Linked DNA regions of Gossypium hirsutum: all the other regions are linked to region 1. Evidence: chromatin contacts called from public Hi-C data. All regions are on one chromosome and are shown on one strand. The core of a region is the stretch at or near the end of the contact, and the rest is flanking DNA. Distances in the headings are between cores, read along the strand shown.

Region 1 (3,470 bases), core at 283-2,782:
TGCTATTGCCTGTCCATTTTCTATCATCATTATTAACTCATTCGAGCCATTATAATAATTGTCTCTTCTAATACAAATTGCTCGTTCTTTTCTTTGTGAATGCCTTTTGTCTCTTCAAACTCTTATGTCATCTCTATTAAGATGTTTTCATCTTCTCTACATAAACAACCATCATGCAGAATAATTTCATAACAAAACAAGACATCTCATAAAGAAATAATTAAGCATATTAGATTGTGAGATCAACGATTTCTGTACCGATACCAATATCAAATCATACAGTAAGCAAAAACCTATAATTTCCGAATTAAGAGTAATTGGGTGAGATCAACCTAAAACAAAAGTTAAAGCATGATAATTAGACATGGATTAAATTGGAGCATTCAACCTATTTACTTAAAAAAAAAAAACCAGAGATTGAACTACATTATTAGATATCAAGTAACTGTGTAAGTTGTTAGGTGCTTAGAATTAGAGCTAATTTTCTATAATCTTACATGTAAATGTAATCTATTTCAAGTTCAAAATATACAAATATATATCCATTCTGCAACCCAGTATCCTTTCACTCACCCAATATGCTAACATGATGCTGTCATATGTTGCCAAAATGCTAGATGGCAACAATTTACCAAATACTAAATTTCATAAGGTAAATGACTCACGAGAAAGAGAAGACGAAAGTTGGTAACAAACAAGGTTCCAGCCTCATCGGTATTAACAAGAACAACACCATGGCCCTGGAAAAAAGAAGTAAATTAAAAATGGCATTACTTATGCTATAAAAATGGCATTACTTACGCTATCCTTTTTATAACAATAAAATTATTTATTTTAAAAAAAATAAATTAAAAATCACTGAATTTCTCGTTTCAGTTGAAATAATAATTTGTGATCTAAATTATTTGTTACAAAATGCCTGCACCAATAATTCAAATTGCGCGCCCACTTAATTCAAGGAATTTAAAACAAAACAAATGATCCTTAATTACCTCATCTAGAACTCGCTCAGCTTCAAGCAAAAACTCGAAATTGGCATGTGAAACCGACCTCGTAACTGGCTGCAATTGAAATCGATCAACTAATCAAGCCTTAAAAAGAAAACCCTACAATTGGAAACATGAATTTTCCAAAAAGAAAAAGAAAACCTCAATTTTGGTCCATTCAAGGGTGTCCCAACTACCAGCACCGTCCAACCTTTCGCAACCGATAGAAATGTCTCTGGCGGAGACCGATCGGGACGGCCTCGATGCAGCCATAGCCGGTGATTATTGAGTTCAATTTTCAGCGCTTTTTTTAAGGGGGAAAAATGAAAATTAAAAAGTAAAGAAGTGATTGAAAGGAATGATATTGGGGAGAGAAAGTAGAGGAAAGAGACGTGCGGCAAAGGGAGGGTTAAGTTTTCGGCTTTTCGGCATCGCCACATAAACAACAAATGCGTGATGGGTTAGTTTGATGATTTCATCATTCAATTTCGATCCAACAAACCATTTATGTAGGACTCAATTTTACATCTAACCTTGTTTTTGCGGGTGACAGAACCGATCATTCCATTCAATTCAATAATTTATTAAAATAAAATATTAAAAAATAATTCAACCTTTAATTCAAATAAAATTTTAATCTAATCTATCAGTTTAACCGAATTTTGAAAATTATGACATTCATATCAACTTATATATTGGTTTTCTTAATTAAATAGTTTTCTTTTTCTAAAAATTAATTACATGATCCATACCTATAAATGTTAACATGCATAATTTATAAATTTATTATTTTACTTTTCTAATTATGAGTTTGGATTTGTAAGTTAATCTGCGGATAGTGTAAAAATAACGGTAATGATAAGATTAAATATTGTAATATAAGATAAAAATAAATTAAATATATTGTACTGTACCGCCTTGCCCATTTAAACCACATTAAATCTTAAAGGAACAAACGATTGACTAAACTATTTATTTATAAAGTTTGGATGATATTAATTCATTTACAATTAGTAAAGTTTTGATCAGTTTTATTATTTGTATTATTCAAATTAGTTAATTTTAATTTTGCACTTTTTAAATTTTGGAATTTTAGTTTTATTAAAGGATTATAGTTAAATTTGTTTGATTAATTATGTTATTTGTCTCATATTATGTGTAAAGTTATAGATTTAGTCAATGCTTTCTAACTAGATTACTCTTAATTCTATTTTTCAAAATTTGAAATTATAATCTTATTGCAAAATAGTAGTTGTTAAATCTATTAACTAGTTTTTGAGTAAATAATATGTGTAAATAGTAAATTAATATGGTATTACACAAGTGGCAATATATCTGCAGTATCAAAATTTGGAAATAGCATAACTTGATTAATTTAATAACTACTATTTAGTTAGAACTAAAATTTTAATTTTTTTAAAGTATAAGAATGAAAAATAAACAAAGTAAAGTACATAGACTAAATTCACAACTTACGCATAATATAGTGACTAATACTTTTCAAATTTTAAAATTTAGTATTTATGTAAATGACAAGTGACAAGTATTAAATCTCTTAATATGTGAAAACAGAAAAGCCAACATAGCATGATGTTAGTAATACGACAAGAATTGAAGTATATAATCTAAATCTATAACTTACTTGTCATACAAAGACTAATAATATAAATTAATATAAAATTTTTAATTGAGTTAACACTGAGACACCATTACATTTAATTGAGAAAGGAGTAAAAATTCATTTAAAAAAATAAATGTATTAAATTATTTATATTTGATGATTTATAATTTTTTAAAATAAAATAGTTTAAACCACAGCCTTAAAAGAAATCTTAAATGGGTGGTTTATTTGATTTTGATGTTAAATTTAAAATAGATGAGCAGGTTGCATGCTAATGTTAATATTATATATTTCTTATATAATATTTTATTTATCTGCTAGTGAGTATCACATAATTTAAATTTATTTTATATTTTTAAGTTATAGAGTTGATTAAACTCATTTGATTTTTTAAAGATAAAAATGTATTAGTTGATGGAATCTTAATTCGATTGGTATTAGTATTGTTGTAAATATAGGAGAACGTGAGTTTGAGTGTACTAAAACGCATTATTCTTCTATTTATGAGTTGAGGAGGGACTATAAATAATTCTAGGTATCATGTAAAAAATATCAATAAGAATGTTTACAATACTTCTCTAAAGTTTATATTTATAAACAATAGAAGTATACATGATATAAAATACTGCTTCTAATAAATAAAATTTATTTTTTATATAATATTTTATGTTTTTTTAGACTAACTTAAATGCAATTTTTTATTTTATATTAAATAAAATTAAGATTCGTTCATTTGAATAATTGTGTATTCTTAATCGCACATTCACCTTTAATTAGAATTGACACTTCAACAAAATAAAGAAAAAAATATATTGAAAACTGATTTATTTTTTAAAAAAAATTCTCCTTAATATGAGCTTTGT
Region 2 (3,470 bases), core at 314-2,813, 750 kb after region 1:
AACTGGTAATGTTTTGTTGTATAGCTTTAATAGTTTAATTCGAATGTACATTGTGTATGGTTGTAAGTTGTAACTTAATATAAAAAATAACTTTTCCATGTATTTGGTAGAAAAATCTGAAAACAACAAATATATATATGTATGGATCAGGAGAATGAAATGAGATGTTGGGTAAATGTAAAAATGGGATTTACATGGTTAGGAGTAAGTTAAATGGTGTATCTTTGATGCATTTGTATGGTGTTTTGTAGTTATTGACTCTCTTTCTTTTTGAAGTAAATTTACAAACCATATAGCCCCTTAGTAAATGATGAGTTCATTTTATGAATGTTGCAAGTCAGTCCCTTGATGAAACTTGGAATTTGAAGCCTTCTTTTTCATTGAAAAGTTCATATTTTCAGTTAGTATTAATTTCACTTATTTAATATTGAGTTAGATATGGATTCTTATAATTAGAAGGTATTCACGTCCATAGACCCACACTGTCCAAATAAAGGTTATCACTTTTTTCGGAAGCTTCAACTCGGGTGAATTGAATTTTACAAGTGAGCATCCATTTATCACTAATTCAATCATGACATACTAAAATTTTGCAAGTACACCTTCAAGGGATATAGTTTTAAAAAGTTAATTGGTAATAACTAAAAATTCCTAATTTTTTTTCTCTAAGCCATTTGTTTCTTTTTTCTTCTCATTCACTGTTTATGTTTTCTCTCTTTTTAATTTGCAGATCTATTTTGTGAGTATTTTTGTTGTCTTTTATAAGTTGTGATGATTAGATGACAGTGCTTGTCGTTCGTTAAAACTCCACCGGCCACCAATAGTTTTTCTTGAAAAGTGGGTGGTTTTTCGTCAACTTATCATTTTTTTTTCTTTTTTGAGAATATTTTAGACTAATAAATAATTTCACGTGTCGATTTGGACCTGTGTTGTTTTAAGTTTTATATGTTTTTTTGTTTGTTTTTCCCTTGTTTAATAAGTCTTCAGTTTTTGAAGTTTTTGTCTGCTCCTGTAATACATTTTTTCGTCTTGTTTATACATGTAATCTTAATTTCACAAATGATTTTAGGAATGATTTTGTTGTCGTCCTCTCTAGTTTGGTGAATGCTTGATTATTTTGTTGAATTTTGCTCGTTGCTTTGGACTATCTAGAGTTGATTTCCATATCGTATTAAGTGCTTGTAATCATTTAAGATACGTTGTGCTTGAGTTGTGATAAAGTCATTTATCAACATGTCATAATATTTTATTGATGCTGTGGCTAAAACCTTTGTTGTGTTAATGGAACTTGTCATTCATCATCTACGATGAATATTTGTTATTTATTTTTTTAAATTATATGATTTCATTCATTGAATGAATTTATCTTTAAAAATAAGAGAAAAATATTATATACTAAATCTAGAAAAAAAACCCAAACGTTATAAACCGCAATGATTAAATCTCTTATTAAGATTTCAAAAAATAGGGTTTAAATTCTATGATTATCGTCTTATTTTTTCATTTGTAATTTGTATCAATTTTTTTTTTATAAAAAAGACGACTCAAATTATAATAACTTTAAACATAACCCACAAAGCCGAAGGCGTGATTGACATTTTACTTTGTTTAAATCTGATAAGAGTTGAATCGATGCTTTATTTTAGGCCCAAACAGCTTAACTGGGTGAGGCTTTCGTATAATTTGTTCTGATGATTCCAGAAGGCCCGCATAAAACCCTAAGCCCTAAAAGTCTTACTATGTTGCACCCGCCCCTTTAAAAGGCAAAAACCCTAATTATTTGTCCCTCTTCACTCTCCTCAAGCAACTTTGACGCAGCTGCTATTTCTTTTTTGTGGTTTTCAGGTATGCTAGACGCTCCTCTCTTTTTTCTTTGTCGTTTTGTTTTTTCTATTCACCGTTCGTAGATCTTTATGCACATGCTTTTTATATTGTTAAATTTTTGTTACTGATCTTATATTCCATTTTCAAAAGCAAAACTGAAATGGTTTTCTTTAGGCTTATAGGAAAGTTAAGAAAGAACTCTTAGTGTTTGGTTTTCTTAAATGAGTGCTTTTAACATTTCCCACCCTTCTGCGTGCCTATATGCTAGCTAGCAATAGAAAATCTGGGTTTTGTTTGAAACCGAAGTCGTCATTTTCTACGTTTCGAATTTGAATCACCTTTGTAGATTGTTGAAACCTAATTCTTTAGTTTCTACGTTTCGGATTTGAATCGTCTGTAAAGACTGTTGGACTTTAGTTTCATCATAAAAAAGATTTGGATTTGAGTACTATCTAGAGTGATGCATACTTGTTACTAGAAAAAGTGAATATGGGTGTTGGTTGTAACTGAATTCTTCACTTTCCATGTTTCGAATAGCCTATGTAGATTGTTGGACTATATTTTCATCAGAAAAAAAAATTTTGATTTGAATATGATATAGATGGTTGCTCATTTTTAATAGAAAAAGAAAACCAGGGTTTTGGTTGAAACTGAATTCTTCACTTTCTACATTTCGAATTTGATTTATGCGTGTAGATTGTTGGATCTTAATTTCATCATAAAAAGGATGTAAAATTGAATATTATATAGATGAATGCTTCATTGTTACATATTTCATGTAAAAATCTGCAGCAGCAGCTTGTATTTGGAAGAATGGTGAGGGTGAGCGTTTTGAATGATGCACTCAAGAGCATGTACAATGCAGAGAAGAGGGGCAAACGACAGGTCATGATCCGACCGTCCTCGAAGGTGATCATTAAGTTCCTTTTGGTCATGCAGAAACATGGTAAGTTTCTATATGATCTCTACCTTTTATCCTTCATTCAAGTTGTAATTTACAGTACACGGGTATAGGTGTGAGTGTAGATGCGGGCATGTGTTGGATGTTGATAAGTTCAATTTTTTCTTTTATAAAATTTAAATAGCATTTAGATTGTTATATTTACGTATTCATGTTGTGTATGTGTTGGGTGAGCAACATAGGTTATGATTTGATTTATTGTAATATGAAGATGCAGGTACGTTTAGGTTTCACTGGCATTGCAGGTTATATAGTCTACCTTTTTTCTTTGTTCTATTTTAAACCTAGGTTGGGCATGCATGTTAGGGTTGGGTTCGTATCATATATGGATAAGTTAAACTTTATCTAAGCTTTTACAAGCACTTGTAGCTTCATATCTCTGTGCTCATGTTGGATTTGTGTCAGACAAGCTACATAATTTTTTATCTGATTCATGGTAATATGAAGATGCTAATACATTAGGTTTTTGATTGGCATTGCAGGTTATATTGGGGAGTTTGAGTATGTTGATGATCATAGATCTGGTAAAATTGTGGTTGAATTGAATGGGAGGCTGAACAAGTGTGGGGTGATCAGTCCTCGTTTTGATGTCGGTGTTAAGGAGATTGAGGGTTGGACTGCTCGGTTGCTTCCTTCAAGACAGGTTAGCTTAGAAACTTTTCAGTCTTTTAATCTCTATGTATAA
Region 3 (3,470 bases), core at 717-3,216, 650 kb after region 1:
TTAAAAAAAAAACTGAATATTGGATATTTCCAATGCATTTTAAATAGCTAATTTCTCTTACACATTTTTCCTATTTTTATATTTTTACTATCTCTTGAATCTATTTCAAATGCCCATATTTAAGTTAGCACAATAATTGAGAAAATTTTAAAATATATTAAATTTTATAAAAAAAATGCAAGTAAATTATAGATTTATGGTTAAAACATGTTTGCCCAAATATTTGAAAAATGACTACTCAAATTTAAAAAAATAAATAAAATTATGAGATGAATTAACTAGATCTATAGTAAAATAACTTTTATTGATAAAATAGTACAAAATTAAATAATTGTGTTAATTAATTTTGGCTATATTGGTGGGACCTTTTCTTTAAAAGAGAACAATTTTTTTTTTTATTTTTAATTTAAATTAAATCCTCATTAAATGAAAATTAAAATAATCAAAATAATCTTTTAATTAAACATAAAAATGTGTTAGATCAATTATTAATTTTATTAATTTTTTTAAAAAATATAATTTAATCTAAACTATATGTGTAAAATAAAAATTATTTAATATTATCTTTTTATTTATTAATTAAAAAAAAGACTATACAAAATTTTAAATATCGTATAAAAAAATAAATATAAACAAAACCTATAAAGAGATTATTTTACATTACGGCAACATGAAATGAGAGAATATAGTACGTAACATCATGCAGGCAAGCATTTAAAATAACTTTTATTATTATTACGGTTTTTATTTTAATGTGGGCACCCCTTCTCTTTTTGGTTGTGGCAGTCCAGACTCCAGTAAGTAAAAAAAAGACCGGCCGGTTCAGTTCAAAGCTAAATCACGTGTTTAGGTCATGTGGACCAAAACCACCACGTGTTCCTCTTAAAACTGTTGTCTTTTTGGCAAGTGACATATAAAGTAAATAAAACAACAATTTTTTTAAAATAGAATATTATTATTATAACTATCAAGAAATATAAATTTATTAAGTCAGGCCTAAAATCCATGAAATTTCACCACCTGCCGTTTTCATATAGATTTGCTTCTAAAATCTATAATTCTAATTTAAACGTTTATAACCAATTTCTTTATTTTTAACACACACACAAAAAAATATATATATATACATATTTGAATGAAAATTGTACGGGACCATAAAAACTACTGTTTTAAACCTGTCCAATTTACATAGATTATTATTATTTCCACAAGTAACATGTGTTTTTATTTATTTATAACAGTAACTTCTTTTACCTCCATTAAAATGGGTTAAATAATTTCCCAATTTTAACATTCAAAACAATTTTATTACAAAAACATGAAGACAGATCCATCATTTCCAATGGTATTTGTCTCATTCTAACTACATTCAAATAAAACATATTTTTCTCTTTTTCCTTATGGTAACACAAAAAAGAAAAAAAACTCAACAGGGACCAGAGTTGCCTTGGATCAAGGAAAGAAAAGGTTTAGAATTTCATTAAAGTAAAAAATAAAATAAAATAAAATAAAATAAAAAATCACCACAAAATTTTAGAAATCATTTACTTCATCAATAATTATTATTTTTTTGAAAATGCAAAATTAAAAATTCACCACTTAATTTTCAAGAAAAAAAAAGTTAAAAGAACAACTAATATTCCTTGCTTCATTGCCAATATTTTTTAAAAAAGTAAGAAAAGCAAGAATACATGCTTGCAAAATATATTAAAATCATAAAAAAAAAAAGAAACACATGAAAACATGAGGTTGTTTAAATCCAACATCATATCAATTGAATCGAAGTTAAATTGGTTCTCCTATGAACCACTTAGAACCAATTGAATCGTAAAAAAAAGCGAACTAAATTTTCTTTATTTTATGAACTTTAAATAATTTATTTAACTAAACCGGATTCACGGAAATAAAGTAAGCATTAATACACTAATAAATAATTTAGGGGTGCCCAGTTTTGTAAAACACTAAGTGGAGTGCCCAAAGTGGTAGTTTTAAATTTGATGAATTAAAGTTTTTCATTTTTTTCTCTCTCTTATTTTTTTCTCCTGGTTTTACCATAGAAACTGACTGGTTTTTTTCCGGCATTGACTATGCTCTGAAACCAAAGCTGACCCAGAACAACATAACGGTGAGATTACGCTAAGCATTAATATGTATTTTTTTTTATATAAAATTTTGGACATTGATTTATGGTTTTAGCTTGGTTCATGTACATTGGCATAAACTCAATTCAGCTGTTATTTCTTTAATATCATCAACAAGAATCTTCGAAGATATTAGCTAATTCTTTTAGTTAACAAATCCTGATTTAATTATGTGAGTAATACAATTTATTTTTGTTCACAGAAATTGAATTACATGACTTTTTTGCTTTTATCTAGTTTCCCATTTCGTTCATGCTTTCCATATTTTTCCAGGACAGAAATGGTATGTTAACTTTTTATTAGTTGTTGGGAATTTATTTGGAAATGGCTTTCTAAATCATTTATTTATATCTTAGATGCTGATTTGTTATGCTAGTTTTCTACCTGAGACATTTCTTTTATAAATTATTTTCAGGTGTTTCTGGGTTTTTTTTATGTTGAGGATGTTAGGTGGAGATTGGGTGATTTGGGAGGAAAGGATAAAGCAATGGGGTGGGAATTTTTTCTTGAGAATATTGGAATTTTGGTGATTTTCCTGGAAATTTTTCAGGAATTGGACCTTCTTTAGAATTTAAAGTATTTTTTTCCAAGAATAAAAAGTGGAAGAAAGAGCTGGTTCAAGGATTTTTGCGTTACAATCCAAGATGAATTTTGGTGAAGATTTTTCAATTCCACAGGGAAAAGAATTCGAGTTTACGGATTCTTGGATACCGGTAACCCCACAAAAGCCTATCCCAACAGGATCGAATCCGATCCAGGTGAACGGGCAAGGGAACCAGTTTGGAAATGAAAATTGGCAGGAACTTGCTGAATTTCCTACGGGATATGTTCAAGATATCCTAAATAACAATGGAGTTGCTCACAGTTTCAACCAGGATCAATATTTTGGCAGCATAAATTTAGCAAAGAATAACAGGATGATCAATAACATTGCAGGTTCTTATAGACTTGTTCTTCAAAATGAAAGCTCGAGTTGGAATGATCATACCTGGGCAAATCTTCTGGCAACCAGAAATGCCGCAGATGGTTTTGCCTCTGCAAACAGAATCGCCAGCTTAGGCAGCGGTAATACACTGCCAATTCCGAATTTGCATCCTCAAGACGAAAACTGGAGACGTTCCAGCTCACACCAATCCTCAAGTTCGCACTTCATGAGAAATACCGACGGCTTCCTCCAGATGCCGCAATGTAAGTGGTTAAACCTGTTTAAAACAGAAAATTGTGCAAATTTTCATTTTACTTCCAAACACAAGTATATGGCAATTGATTTTACTGTTTCTTTTACTATAGTAGTTCAGAGTTCATATGTAACAGACGGTTTGCGCTTAT

What was found. Hi-C and Micro-C count contacts between places; a contact is called where the count stands out from the background.
Region 2: a contact with region 1 is called in a Hi-C map of hypocotyl, with 4 times the contacts expected there. The contact joins the promoter of LOC107918144 here to the promoter of LOC107960317 in region 1. A contact is called at or near these places in 7 of 34 Hi-C or Micro-C datasets (anther, fibers, hypocotyl and 2 more).
Region 3: a Hi-C map of leaf shows a contact between it and region 1, with 3 times the contacts expected there. The contact joins the promoter of LOC107918161 here to the promoter of LOC107960317 in region 1. A contact is called at or near these places in 8 of 34 Hi-C or Micro-C datasets (anther, hypocotyl, leaf and 1 more).

What each region holds. Positions count from the first base shown.
Region 1 is chrA01:43,606,477-43,609,946 of Gossypium_hirsutum_v2.1, reverse strand. LOC107960317 (phosphatidylinositol-3-phosphatase myotubularin-1) reads right to left here and starts at 1,532. Exons shown (of 19, transcript XM_016896636.2): 1 at 1,149-1,532; 2 at 993-1,061; 3 at 666-740. The coding sequence starts at 1,259.
Region 2 is chrA01:42,860,617-42,864,086 of Gossypium_hirsutum_v2.1, reverse strand. It overlaps LOC107918144 (40S ribosomal protein S15a-1), which reads left to right and starts at 1,563. Exons shown (of 4, transcript XM_016847675.2): 1 at 1,563-1,845; 2 at 2,617-2,770; 3 at 3,268-3,428. The coding sequence starts at 2,638. It overlaps LOC107918143, which reads left to right. Exons shown (of 5, transcript XM_016847674.2): 5 at 1-208.
Region 3 is chrA01:42,955,759-42,959,228 of Gossypium_hirsutum_v2.1, reverse strand. LOC107918161 (transcriptional activator DEMETER) reads left to right here and starts at 1,966. Exons shown (of 21, transcript XM_016847693.2): 1 at 1,966-2,125; 2 at 2,557-3,329. The coding sequence starts at 2,786. It overlaps LOC107918162 (a long non-coding RNA gene), which reads right to left. Exons shown (of 5, transcript XR_001689954.2): 3 at 3,130-3,343.